Linked DNA regions of Sus scrofa: region 2 is linked to region 1. Evidence: chromatin contacts called from public Hi-C data. All regions are on one chromosome and are shown on one strand. The core of a region is the stretch at or near the end of the contact, and the rest is flanking DNA. Distances in the headings are between cores, read along the strand shown.

Region 1 (4,120 bases), core at 571-3,070:
CCTACACCCCAGCTCACGGCAACACCGAATCCTTAACCCACTGAGCGAGGCCAGGGATCAAACCCCCCGCCCTCATGGATACTAGTTGGGTTTGTTAACCACTAAGCCATGACGGGAATGCCCCTCTGATGTTTCTTGAACACCCATCTTGTTCCTTCATTCAGCAACCATTTAGCACCCATTGTGTGTCAGATGGAAAGAGGAATGAATCTATGAAAAATGCAAAGTCACAAAGAATGCAGCCTCTATTGGAAGAGAAGGACATGTCTGTAGCCAAGTCTGGGCTGGTCCATTCAGTGTGATGCCTGCTGCAGTGAAGGGTCCTCTGGATGCTGTGACTGGCATGTAAGTGAATAGGCCACTCAAGGAAGACCTTCCAGGTCAAGCTCCAATTGAGATGGACTTTAAGGAATGAGGTACAAGGAGGAAAGGGCAGGAATACAGTCCATCCAGAAGGAACAGAATTAGCATGTGAGAGAAGACACTGGTTTGGGGGAGGTTTGGGGCAATCTGTAAGATACAGCACAGGAGATGAAGGAGGGATAGAGGCAGTAGGGTATTTGCCTAATGGAATTAACCTCTGATATTTTCAAGGCAAAAGTAACAAAATGAGCAGAAACAAATAAACAAATAAACAAATAAACAAATAAATGTGAATAGATCTTTACCTACTTGAATGAGTCAACACAATGCTTTGAAAGTATGTAGCAAGAATGGTGGCTATTTTGCTTTATGCTCCTATAGTGATTTTAGTGTTTAAAAATAAACCATTCTGGGGAGTTCCTGCTATGGTACAGTAGGTTAAGAATCTGAGTGCAATAGCTTGGGTCACTGCGGAAGGCATGAGTTTGATTCCTGACCCAGTGAAGGGGGTTAAAGGATCCAGCATTGCCACAGCTGTGGCTTGGATTCAGTCTTTGGCCCCAGAACTTCCATATGCAACAGGTAGAGCCATAAAAATTAAATAAATAAACAGGAGTTCCCATCGTGGCTCAGTGGAAACGAATCTAACTAGCATCCATGAGGACACAGGTTCGATCCCTGGCCTCACTCAGTGGGTTAAGGATCCAGCGTTGCCATGAACTGTGGTGTATCTTGCAGACACGGCTCAGATCCTGAGTTGCTGTGGCTGTGGTGTAGGCTGGCAGCTAAAGCTCTGATTCAACCCCTAGCCTGGGAACCTTCATATGCTGAGAGTGCAGCCCCAAAAGACACACACACACACACACACACAAATTAAATAAATAAAAATAAACTATTCGAGTGTTGTGAGTGCTTGTAAATATCAATATAGTGTTGAGAAACTTCAGTATGTTCATTATGCTCAATTTTTAGTATTTTTTTAAAGGATAATTTCGTTGAACTGGTTTTGGAACTAACCTGTCTCCATATCATATGCACTGGCTTCATGAAACACTTCTAGAACTTTGCTTTTGTTCTGTCATTTCCTTCAGTCAGAAGAAAGGATTTTTTGCTTTTTGTCCTCACTGAGCAGAAAGCTTTTTTTATTCCTACCAATGAAATGTGTCCATTTATAAAGCCCTGCTTGCATAGTTTTAAAAGTAGGTGCCTGCTAATGTTCATAAAATGAGGAACTTTAATTTGTATAGGGACAGTCTCTGCACTTTCTTAGACTGAGAACACAAATCACATATCCTGGCTCTTTTCTAAAAAAACAGTCCTCAAGAAGTTAACATAAATTTCATTTTCCTGGTAGTCTCCAGGGATGGAAGTCATCCTGGTCACTGCATCAGACTCCCCTAATACTTGTAATTTAATTCTGGACACTTCAGTTTACAACATGAATAGGTCTGCTGTGGTAATTGTGCAAGTATGTGATGAAGCAACTGATGTTAAAAAAAATGTATCCACTTTAAATACACAGTGCATGCTTACTAAATTAGTTTCAGATTCTCTTGTGGCCTCATGGGAAGTAGATCCAGTGCACCTATGCTTTTAGAAGAAGCATCCTGCAGTTTTCTTTTTTGTTAAACCTCTTTATGTTTGTTTCCTTCCCAAATAACTTTTGTTATTCCTAGAATTTATACTAGACACTGCATTAATTGGAAAGGTAGACTAATAAGAGCAGTTAATTCTAGACGTTCTCTTTATGCAGAAGTAGATTAAGGATCTGGTGTTGTCACTGTAGTGGCTTGGGTTGTTCCTGTGGCACAGGTTTGATCCCTGGCCCAAGAACTTCCACGTGCTGTGGGTGTGCCCCCCCCTCAAAAGGCAGTTAATTCTGGAAAAATAATTAGCTGTCGCATCAGCTGTGTTCTGGGCAGTAAGGATGTACAGTATATATTTCCTCTGGTTCTAAGTCTGAGGTTGTTACTGCTTTTTCAGTTTTTGGACTCCACTGGCTTTTATAATTCTGTTGTATTTGAATGAGGAATTGGCAAATTCTATTGGGATTACACATTGTATGATTATAAAATATTTAAATGAGATACCAAGAGACACATCACAGGGTGTTCCTATTGTGGCTCAGCAGTAATGAACCCACCTAGTATCCATGAGGACATGGGTTTGATCCCTGGCCTCTCTCAGTGGGTTAAGGATCTGGCATTGCCTGGGCTGTGGTGTAGATTGCAAATTCCTCTCAGATCCCACGATGCTGTGGCTGTGGTGTAGGGTGGCAGCTGCAGCTCCAATCCACCCTCTAGCCTGGGAATTTCTGTATGCCATGGATGGTGCCCTAAAAAAGACACACACACACAAACATATCACATATACCACTCTATTTCAAAATGACATTTTGATGTTGTCTGGGCTCTGTGAGCCTTTCCAATGTGTCACCTTAATCCCTTGCATCTATAAGAGAGCTAAGAACAATATCTGCACTTCCCTTGGCATTTGTACCATCCATAAATATACCCAAATCTGATAAAAAGAGGGCAGAGGGAGGAGGAGAAAGTGAGCACTAGTGAGGATAGAGCATTGGGCCAGATGTTGGGAGGTTCCAAGATGATACCCATTGAGAGGCTCTGACTGGAAGCTGAGCCTAATAGAAGGTGAACAGACAAACTCACAAGAAGTTAATGAATTCAGAATGGATGGAAAGTGATCAATTGCTGATGAGCCTGGCTAGTCAGTGCTGCCAGAGGAGGGCATTGTGAGCTGGGTCTATAAGCTTTGGTTGGTGGGGAAGAAAAGCTGTCCCTGTTGTCTCCCACTAAAAGACAGGCATTTTCAGCCCTGGGTTTGGGACTTTGGGAGGAGAAAGCAGGAATGGAAGGGCCTCCCAGGTCATTCCCTCTGTTCCCACCCAGAATTAGTGGCATTCAGGGGAAAATACTAGTTTTTTGCCCAACCACAGGCCCACAAAACTTTGCCTGCGCCAGTGTGCATCCACTGTCAGTGACTATCAGTAGCCAGTGACCCTTTTGGGTCATTATTTTCTGCTTGATAAAAAAGTTGTTTATTTTGGTAAAAACACACTAAATGCCAAGCGTGCCGTACCTGTTTTGAGGTAAATGTACCATGTTGCATCCTCATATTTTCTCTTAATGGCAGTAACAGCTGTGCTGGATTCAATTCAGGGTCCTTGCATTAAAAACACATGCAATTTTTATTTACCCACAGTAGCTGAGTTTTAAAGAGGGTCAGCCTTACTCATATGACTTCTTTTTTCAGACAAATGGACACCTACCTGGGAACGGAGATGTGTACCAAGAAAGGCTAGCACGTTTAGAAAATGATAAAGAATCCCTCGTTCTTCAGGCAAGTGGTTTTTAAATGCTGTTTTTCCCTCATGACACACTTCCAAAGACCACTTTAAGTTGGAGTGGTCGACAAATGAATGGGTAAAGCTATGGTATATTTATGTGATGAACTTTTCCTCAGCCATAAAAAAAGAATGAAATAATACCATTTTGCAGCAACATGGATGGACCTAGAGATTATCATACTAAGTAAGCCAGACAGAGAAAAGCAAATATCATATGATATCACTTGTATGTGGAATCTAAAAAAAAAAAAAAAAAGAAACACATGAACTTATATACAAAACAGAAATAGACTTAGAGACATAGAAAACAAACTTACGGTTACCAAAGGGGAAAGGGGATGGGGGAGAGATAAATTAGGAGTTTGGGATTAACACATAACCCACTACCAT
Region 2 (4,120 bases), core at 622-3,121, 410 kb before region 1:
ACAATTTTTTCAATAAAAATCTCTTTTGGTCTACCTTCCCTGTCATTAACTTTTGTTTTTCCACTTGAAAAAATAGCATGAGAAGTCTTAGTACAAAGAAATAAAAATTCAAAGTAAATAATATTTTAATAAAAAATTATACTCAATTATAAAATCCACTTAACTAACAGGTATTTCCAAATCCATAATAAATTTTCCTGGCTCTTCCAATGTCTACATAACAGTGTGCAGAATTTGCAAGTAGAACTATGTTTTGGGAAACTGAGTTCAAAAAAATTTACCATGGTTATTTTATATCTTTTTATAGGGAAAGACCAGCAGCAATCCCTATAGAAATCAAAAGCATTGATGATACATCAAATTTTGATGACTTCCCTGAATCTGATATTTTACAACCAGGTAAGACAATCTATAACACAATTAACACTATTAAAAGTCTATGAGGGCATCTTTCACTAGTGAAATTCATTTACTTTTGGTTAATTTTTCCATCTTTCTAGTGCCAAACAGCACGGAACCGGACTATAAATCCAAAGACTGGGTTTTTCTCAATTATACCTATAAAAGGTTTGAAGGGTTGACTCAGCGTGGCTCTATCCCCACCTACATGAAAGCTGGGAAGTTATGAATGAAGATCACATTCGCTCACAACCAGGAGAACTCAGGTAGCTGCATCACCAGGCTTGCTTGGCGTAGATAAACAATACACTGAAATACTCCCGAAGACGGTGGTGCTTCTGACTACAGGAGGAAATTCTACAGGATTAGGATTTCTAAGACTACTACAGGAATTGGTTGGCAGTGCCAGCTGGCTTTTTTTTTTTTTTTTTTTAATATTTTATTATTTTTTGTTAACTTTATTATATGAAGGTACTGGAATAAAAAGAAACATACATCCCTTTCTAACTGCACTGCCTACATGCGTATTAAGGTCCATTCTGCCTGTGTGTGCTGTAGCTTTGTACTGTAACACCTCTAATCAATTCAGGAGAAACACATATCATTTCAAGCAACATAGGCTAATCTGTAGGTAACACTGCAGTATTGCTGTTTTACTCCAAGTCTTATGGGTCTAGAGAATCAATAAAAGCCATCTTCCATAGTTGGTATTAGAACACTTGCCCTATTGGTTTGAACATCTACAGAATATATTTAAAGACAATTTCTGTAATGGTTTTAAGAAATTTTAAAAAGGAAATACACTGGTTATTTAAATATAGAGTTTATCATCGTGTTATTACACCAACTCCACAGTAGGGAGTGACAAGTTTCTACCAAGGAGGAAGTTTGACACCTTCACTCAAGCACTCCACTAATATGCTTTACTTTGCATTCAGAAATACTGATGACCTTTATATACGTAGTCTGTATACTCATAGGGAGATGTACTGTATGATATAAAATGTAAATTGCTTTTCTTGTGACAAGAGGACTTCTTTTTTTAACCAGAGGACATGGCATTATTTTCATTTGATTATGGTGAGTTGAATTTAAGAAATGACCATGAAGGCTGCTTGTAGACCTAGTGTATTTTTATTAAACTATTTTTTTAAATGTCAAACTTCTGATCATGTAAATGGACTTGTAGAAAACAAAGAGCTATGTACTTTGGTTTTCTAGAAAGCTGTAACATATCATGGCTGGTTACCTTTTATTTCTTTTGACGAAACTGTTTCCTTTGATAGTTCTTGTATTATTGTGCCATTATTTTCTTATACTCCAAATGTACCAAAGATCCTGAACAGAGTGGATGTCCACAGCTGAGGAGAAGTTTACTGTCCTGCGGAAATGCTGCCTTCAGATCTTCCAGAGAGGTCAGCTCATTCAAGGGCAGCACTGTTCATGTTTAGCTGCATCACTGTGGTTAATGCAAATGGAATTAAGGAAGTAAAAGCAGGCCAGGGAGGCTGTGATTCGAGGGTGGGGGAGATGATGTCCGCATCAAATCCTTTGAGTAGTTTCCTAAGAGTTAAATAGTCTTTGCTAGCTTGACATCTTAATTTTAAAACAACTCTCTGAGGTTTTGGTTTCATCAGTACTAGTGAAGGAGTATCTAAAGAATGTCTTAAGTTTGTCTTAACTGCTCATTGGTTGACTCGAAGGTACAACAGCATAACCATTACAAATGATCTGCCATGAGAATCTAAAGTAATTTATTTGTAGGATGTCCTTAATGGAGAATTGCATAGGATCATTATGCAAATCTGCAAAAGGTTTTATAGATGTTGCTGCTTTTGCTAGAGAGCTCCACAGTGTTTCAATAAGGTCGTCCTGGGTTTTCTTCCGGCCCTGTTCTCCCCTTCGTTCCCTTTCCTTCCTTTTCCTCTGCCTCCCTCCCTCCCTCCCTTGTATTTGTTTGATACTTATTATGTGTTCATTTAAGACTTCATCTCCTTTTTTTTGGTTTGGATCATGTGACTGAGTAAGGAGAGAGAACTATTAAAATTCCAGGGTTTCTCAATTTGGCTAATTCTGGTTTTTCTGATTATAACTGCCTCTAATTTTAAAACAATCTTTTTAACTTCTGCTCTGTTTTATGAGATTTTCTCATCCTCCCCACCCCACCCCCTTTTTTAAAGACTGTTTTGTTAGTGTGATAGTGAATGGGTAAGAGGAAATTATAATATTCTCTGGTTCTAATTTGGTAACTATTCTAGTGTAAACACTTTTTCATTAATTCAAGTTAGAGAGATTGATGTAAAGGAGCTGAATCACCTAAGTTTACCTTTTAATTGAATAAGAGTGGAGCATTTCAGTTTCCATCTTCTTCCTTATTACTACGGAGAACTTGGGAATAGTTATGATTTCTTGGCAATGGAAGGGCAGTTATGGAAAGTTTACTTTGTTTAGAGACTCATTTTTCCCTAGAGTTAATAGAGTGATTCATAATCTTTGGGGTTTCCTCCTCATCAAAAGCATTTCTTAAGTGCCTATCTAAAAGCAATTAAAGACTGTGTCTGCCCTTTGGAAGCTAAGAATTTGATTCATGATGCAAATTAGCTAGATAATTTGCAAAGTACCCTTGAGATTGAATTTTCTCTATTATATACTTCCCATATTTCAGGTGAACCATTTAATTTAAATGACAAAACCCTATCTAATCAACCGAGCGTAATGACGTTTTCTTTAAATTAGACTCTATTTTGAATTAAAGAGTTTTGTTATAAACTGTGTGTGTTTTTGGTTTTTCTAAGTATATAGAAATCTTGTGTAATTCAGATTTATTGATTTCCTGATTTAATGTAGACTTTGATTTTTTTATTAAACAAAACCCTTTGTATTAAAGCAAGTTATGTTATTTTTCTTTTATGCTTTTCTCATTAACATGGCTTTAAATCTTTATAGTTATTGAAGTGTAGTGCTATCTGAAATAGGGAATTTCTTATAAATCAACCTTTTCTGAACGGAATATATACCTGATTTAATAAGCTATTCGTTGAATGGAAAATAACAAGTGTGAAATATTTAAAACTTTCTTTGGTTGCTAAGGCTTAAGATAAGGTTCCATTTATTTCTATAATAGCATACTTTTTCTGTTTTTTAAACATGTGTATATCTTTGTATAAATTTGTAAATCTTAAAATATTTTAAAGTACATTTATTTTTTGTGTTTTATTGTAGAAAACCTTTAGACAATTACTCCATCAGTATCTTGGTAGGAGAAACAGCTATCCATTCATCAGTGATCTCCAAATAAATGAATTGAGATTTTAATCAGTAGAGGGGTCCCTGGCTGTAAACACATTCTCTCCTGGAATTGCTAAGATTCAGAACATTCAGCATAACCATTTTGCTACAACCATGATTATTTCCTCTTGTCTTTATTTAAATTTTATTTTCTATGTAGAAGTGCACTTATTTCTGGAAAACTTTAATGAAACAAACACTTGGAACAAATATAAATATAAGACACTGGGGATTACTAGAAATATTTTAGATTTTTATGAAAAAATGTGAGGAAGATATTACTGCTTTAAAAAGGAATGAATAGTAATAATCTTAAGTTATTTTTTAAAAAGCAATATAAATTATTCAGCAGTTGTCTGGAACAATAATCATCAGGCTGTTGAGTTCTATGTTCAGTTACTGAGTTTCAAAGAAATGTTTTGGTGGCATGAGG

What was found. A called contact is a pair of places that touch in the nucleus more often than the background predicts.
Region 2: a Hi-C map of embryonic fibroblasts shows a contact between it and region 1, with 3 times the contacts expected there. A contact is called at or near these places in 15 of 47 Hi-C or Micro-C datasets (brain, embryonic fibroblasts, epiblast stem cells and 8 more).

The regions. Positions count from the first base shown.
Region 1 is chr5:46,081,636-46,085,755 of Sscrofa11.1, reverse strand. PPFIBP1 (liprin-beta-1) reads left to right here. Exons shown (of 28, transcript XM_021092144.1): 5 at 3,637-3,723. Among named protein-coding and RNA genes, the nearest start is that of REP15, 52 kb to the right of the region's middle.
Region 2 is chr5:46,490,457-46,494,576 of Sscrofa11.1, reverse strand. It overlaps STK38L (serine/threonine-protein kinase 38-like), which reads left to right. Exons shown (of 15, transcript XM_021092164.1): 14 at 308-399; 15 at 501-3,596. The coding sequence ends at 628. Among named protein-coding and RNA genes, the nearest start is that of ARNTL2, 10 kb to the right of the region's middle.